Regions from separate parts of the Columba livia genome. Here region 2 is linked to region 1. Evidence: chromatin contacts called from public Hi-C data. All regions are on one chromosome and are shown on one strand. The core of a region is the stretch at or near the end of the contact, and the rest is flanking DNA. Distances in the headings are between cores, read along the strand shown.

Region 1 (2,931 bases), core at 265-2,764:
CAGTGAATGCTGTTGAAAGACATGCTTAATAGCAATAGTAGGAGAAAAGCCAGCGCCAATCTTGTCTGTAGGTGGAGTGACTACCCCCTCGTAAATAAGATGATTAACTCATATGCACACACCAGGGAAAAAAAAAACCCAACAACACAAAAAACCCAAAACCAACAAAAAATGTCTTTAAATGTTCCCTTTTTCCTTTACACATCACTATTGTCTTGCTCGGGGCGATGACCCTATGCTGCAAGTCTTAGACAGGTGACTCAGAAGAAGACCTGGAGCAGAAGACAAAACACCTGTGTGGAGTTTCTGGTTACCAAACCAGCATCCTGGCTGCTTTTTGCCTGTGCCTCACCTACTGGGCCATCTGGCAGCTGGAGATGGAAACTGCGATGCTTGTGTGTGACTGTCCTGATAAAAGGCTCTGAACTTACCCCTGAAATGAATTGCATGCTGGACAAGCAGTGGAAAAGTTAACATAGTTTTTGTTTGCCAGAGTACCCCTCTTTGAACTTTGGTGAAGAAGCAATAGTGGAAAAAGGGGTTAGAGGCTCTCACAGAGGTAATATGAGGAAGGTTTTGCCACAGGATCAGCTAAAGGTGAAAAGGTCTGACCCACGGCTGGTTGAAACGACTGTTGGCTAAAACTGATGGCTAAAGGGTTGCTTTGCTATGTTTCTTAGTAACTCTTCCCAGTGCAACACTAGAAGAGATGACATTTTTTAGAGAGATGTTTTTGGTTGCTGCATCCTGGCCTAATCTGTAGTTAGAGGTACCCTGGAATGGTACACGATCAGTGTGTATGTGTGGGTGCAGTTGGGACATATAGGACATGTACACCCTGTGGACTGACCCACATAAAAAAAAATACCAAAAAATCCACAATGGAGAATTTTATGTCTTTGTGTTTTACGCCTCAGCCTGTTTATGCTTCTGCTTAAGCTAATATTGAACTTCTTCAGGAACCAAATTCTTTATGGTGGAAAGATTTTGCACAAGGGCAAGTGCTTGGTGTCTGTGTCTTTTTTTTTTTTTTTTTTTAGGGGCCATTAAAAACAAACAAAAAACCCCAACCAACCAACCAAAAAAGTCAGTGCTAGGGTAAGTTAATTGCAGCCATTAGGGTGGTGGTAGATTGCTCCGGTATTTCCAGACAGCTTAGTCTTGGTCCAGCTGTTGCACTTGAATTCTTTGCATTCTGGCAGCACTTGCAGTTTAGCTGTTGGGATCCCTGTGTGCAGCAATCCCCACGGCAGGAAGGCACACACGTGGGCTCTCCGCAGAAAACTTGATTGACACCTCCCCCCACGGAAATGTACAAACACGTGCATGTGCTTTTGATGGCTGTTTGCCTTGCAGAGGGTCGACTGCAAAACCCTTTCTGAAATTATGCTCCTTGAAAACCTCCTGAAGAATGGTGGGCTCTAGCCAGAAAGGTCATTTTACAGCGCTGCTGCTGTGAAAGAAATCGAAGTGTAGAAAAAATACAGCTTAAGTGCCTCAGATATTTATTTTGCCCTTTCATTACACAAGCCTGCCCTCCCTCCTTAGACTGTGAGGTCAAGGGTACATGTGTGGGGGGGTCTGCGATTTAGGTGGGAACCCTGCTGCACAGGCACTTGTGGGCCTCCTCTGAGCTCTGGCCCCCTTGTTGTTTTAACAATTAGTCCTTCACCTGTTCATAATTTAAAACACTAATAAATACACCCTTCTCTTCCCACAAATTCTCAGGAATCTCTGCAGTCTCCTGCTTGATTACATATCTCCAAGCTTGCACAAATAAGTCCTCCAGTGGTATCTAGCCAAATCAAACCTTGGAGGGATGTGTTTGACCTTGGCTTGTACAGTGACTGTACCTTACCCACTCCACTTGTCCTGAAGACAGAAAAGAATGTTGACATTCACAATGTGAAAATAAATATTTGAAGATAGGTTTTGGTCTGCTCAATTTGCTCTGTCAGCATAAACAAAATCCTTCTCTTGTTTGTGTTTTAAGAGTCTGTATTGTAGCCTACACAATACTTGCCTGTATAATCTGAAAGCCTTTTGTAGGAGGTATTTTAAATTGAAAATTAAAACCAGAAAACAAACCAGAAGTGAAACTCTTGCATTCCTTTTTCTGCTTATATTCTTTTCTTCTTCCCAAATCCCATTTGTGCTTTTTCCTTTTCTGTTTTTGCATATCCCCACAATGCATGGGATGTTTGCTGCCCGGCTTGGTAACTCAAACCCATTCCCCAGCCCTTGATTTCTTGGGAGGCCTTGAAAACAAGTTTGAGAATTTCTGTAGGCTGCTAAAGAAAAGTTGGAAAGCTTGCTTCGTGTTAGAGCTCCCATCTTCCTTCTTAGCTGTGGAAATAAAGGGAAGACTTGATTTGGTGACCTGGCCTGTTTGCCTGAATGCCTTCATTCTCACTGATGGGTGGAAAGACGTGCTTGTAGCTCTGTGTAATGGCAAACCATGGGAATCCTACTTCCTAGCCCAGATATCTACTTTTAATTCCACGTGTGCATCTGCTCCTCCAAACTGCAAGATGGGAAAAATCTTAGATTCAAGGAAATGCGGTTGGTAGCTTTGTTCTTGCACAATCCGAGATAATGGTTCAGCCTTCCTCTACTTTATTTCTCTGTATTGTTGAAGAAGCATAAGCCTTAGTCTTAGACTATTCCATTAGGACCACCTAAGAAACTAAGAAGTGACATTCTGAATTTGGACTGGGCCCGGTTTGTTTGCCTGGGATCAAATACGGAATTGCGTAAGGGGCTCTAGAGGAGTGACCTTTTGCAAGGAAAATGGTTCCTCAAAGGGTGGTGCTAATTTCCCCAAAGTTCATCTTTCAGCACATGAGGATGTCCATACCACTGAGGTGCAATGTCTCCCAGGTGTAGGAATGGGCTCCTCCTGATAAAGATGTGACAGTGCCTCCCAAAACT
Region 2 (2,991 bases), core at 439-2,938, 45 kb before region 1:
GGGAGATGAAATGACCTGCTGAAGGTCAAAATACAGCAAACCTAACTTCTCTCACAAGTTTTACTAGAGCATTGTACCAAAATGTGCAAAAAATGACTTGCTGTATTTGTTTAGATAATCCTTTAGATAATGGACAGTCCAACCCACATGTGCTGTGTTCCACATAGAGGGCAAAGGAATGTTTTTCAGAGAGCAGAAATTATTTTCTGTCATGGCCATTGATCCTTTGTATTCTGCAGTTTTCCCCTGAGGATCTCCACATTAATAAGTGCTCCATCTTTATCTGTCTTGAAAATCTTTAAGAGAGGCTGAAGGCTTGCTAGCACTGTGCACAATACCACTTCAAAGCCAGAATGGAGAACAACTTTCAGATCAGCATGGTAAATCTGTGTTCTTCGCAGTCCAAGCAAGGGTGGTGGGGGCCCCTTTCAATCCAAATGGCTCTAGCAGAATCCAATGCTTAAAAGGACACTCCATCCACGTGCAAACAACTGTGGCAATAGTCTTGAGAAATGCGGCTCTGGGGCAAGAAGGACCACACACAATGCCATCTGCATAAATGTCAGAGCCTTCATTCCCTTGGACACCCTGTATCTGTGGACAAATCTTCTTCCACCTGGCCACCGCTTTCTCCTCTCATCACACTTAACCTCTCGTCTTGTTTTTTTTACCCTGTCTGCCAGCACCAGGGCAAATCTCCTTTTGCATGGAGAGCAGCTGCCCCTTTCTTACCACCCACCCACCACCCACAAGATCTTTTCCAGCCTAAATGATTCTATGATTCTACGTAGCTCTTTTTCCAGAAGCTGCTGAAGTCTTGTACCAGAATAGTGGTTCTCCTTATGAACTCCCTGCCTGCCCTCCCACACATACAGTTTCCCCATGAAGGGTCCTCCCTAGCATGCCTTTCTTGGCTTGCCTAAAGGCTGTGGCTCTTTAACTAGGAAACATGCTTCTGGCATTCCTGGAAAGCAAACTACAGTCATGCTGGCAGCTGCCCTCTACCCCGGCCCAGTGCAATAGCTCGAGATGATGCCAGCAGCCCCTGGGATGCGTTAAGAAGAGGGTCGCCAGCAGGTCCAGGGAGGTGATTATTCCCATCTGTTCAGCACTGGCAGACACATCAGGAGTGCTGGGTCCAGTTCTGGGCTCCTCAGTACAAAAGAGACAGGAACTTACTGCAGCAAGTCAGCAAATGGCCATGAACATGATGAAGGGACTGACATATGAGGAGAGGCTGAGAGAGCTGGGATTGTCCAGCTTGGAGAAGAGAAGTCTCAAGGGGATCTGATCCATGTGTATGAATACTCAGTGGGGTGACTAAAGACAATGAAGTCAAACTCTAAGTGGTGCCCAGTAAAAGAAAAAGAGGCACTTGGCATAAACGGAAATACAAGAAATACCATTTCAACATTACAAAACCCCATGTTTCTTTACTAAAAGGGTGACCACAAGTTGTGGAGTCTTCATCCTTGGAGATACTCAAAACCTGAGTGTGCAGTCCTGAGCAACCTGCATTAGCTGACCCTGCTCTGAGCAGGGGTCAGACTAGACAGTTCCCAGAGGTGCCACCCATTCTGTGATCCTGATTGCTGATCCTCCTGACAAGCCCCGCTACCCTAACTTGTATTTTCCCTCAACTATGTTGATGGAGTGGTGTTTGGCACTCCTGGGTGAAGGGACAAACTAGCTCTTTTGCAGCAGATACTCAGAGACACCCAAGAGGCTGACAAATGCACACCTGATATGGGAATAGATGAGGAAAAAAGGGGTTTTATAGGGTATCAAGTCCAGATGAGGCATGTGGGATTCATCCCATCTAACTTCGGACATTCACAGTGTAACCATTTGTGCCTGAGTTTTGTACCTACACTCCTTCTGAGTCAATACAAATAGGCATTTCTAGCAAGTGATTCATGTGACCTATTTCTCATGAGATGAATCATACCCAAGAAGTTCCCTTCTTTCTCTACTGACTACTATGAAGAGAGATGTAAAGAGGTCAAGTTTGGACTTCTACGCTGTAGACATCTTACAGCATTTAGGAAGACTCCCACCTCTGATACTTGTGTAGAAGTTTATCTACTGTTGCCTAGAGTAAATTTTTACACACCATAAAATGCAGTCAGATTTGATGAACATCTCTTAGCCTACAAATAAGACTAACAATCAGACAACTGAAAAGGACAGGAAAATCACAAAGCACTGCAGATTAAACATTTATACCAGCAAATTAGGAGCAGGTTGGAACTCTGCTTTATTATTCCAAATGTGAGTATTTCAGGGGTACAGCTCAATGGCACTTTGAATAATGGGACCTGATCTGCTACATTGGGTCAAAGCCAAGGGCCCCAAACCCAGCCCTGCAGATTCATTGTGTGGCTGGGCTCCTCAGCTCTGAGTCCAGGGGAGTCTAGGGAACTGGTTACTTGTTCATGCCTTTGGAATGAGCAGAGGAGAGCTGTGGAAAACTGCAGCCAGGACAAGACGGTTCACTACGGAAATATCTTAGATCCTCCTTTGCAGTTGTTAGTCCAGACTCCTTTGCATACATCCATCAACAGGATCTTACTGGGGCAGAAGATCTTCACTTCATCACGCTTTTGATTGATCTTTCCTACTCATAAACTGTCCTCAGCCTGCGATGACAAGCAGTAAGGAGGTAACGTACATCCTTGGCAGTGATAGGCCCTGTGCTGGAGTGGCAAATGCTTGACGGGCACTGCAAGATGACACAACCTGTCTTGTTTTGCCTTTTGAAATATGATGAGGCAACATAGCATAAAAACCCTTTTTGCACTGGCTGGCACACATCTGGGCAGCATCTGGATAGAAGAGTCTAATCTAACTTGGCAGAGGTGGTTTTGCTCTGCAGCATGATGCCTGCACATGCTGTAGGAAGCCAGACTGCACGAACACACTGTGGTGGTCTGGGTGCTGGGGTACAGTGTGGTCCTGGGTGCCTTAGTCTAAGAGTCTGATCTTGATGTT

What was found. Hi-C and Micro-C count contacts between places; a contact is called where the count stands out from the background.
Region 2: a contact with region 1 is called in a Hi-C map of crop, with 2.0 times the contacts expected there. The contact joins two enhancer-like sites. A contact is called at or near these places in 2 of 2 Hi-C or Micro-C datasets (crop and liver).

Annotation. Positions count from the first base shown.
Region 1 is chr1:68,370,019-68,372,949 of bColLiv1.pat.W.v2, reverse strand. All of the region lies in intron 2 of MAP4K4 (mitogen-activated protein kinase kinase kinase kinase 4), which reads left to right. Among named protein-coding and RNA genes, the nearest start is that of MAP4K4, 33 kb to the left of the region's middle. Within about 2 kb of position 1,514, at least 2 of the 3 cell types and tissues checked have an H3K27ac peak away from gene starts, as active enhancers do.
Region 2 is chr1:68,415,173-68,418,163 of bColLiv1.pat.W.v2, reverse strand. No RefSeq gene overlaps it. Among named protein-coding and RNA genes, the nearest start is that of MAP4K4, 12 kb to the right of the region's middle. Within about 2 kb of position 1,688, at least 1 of the 3 cell types and tissues checked has an H3K27ac peak away from gene starts, as active enhancers do.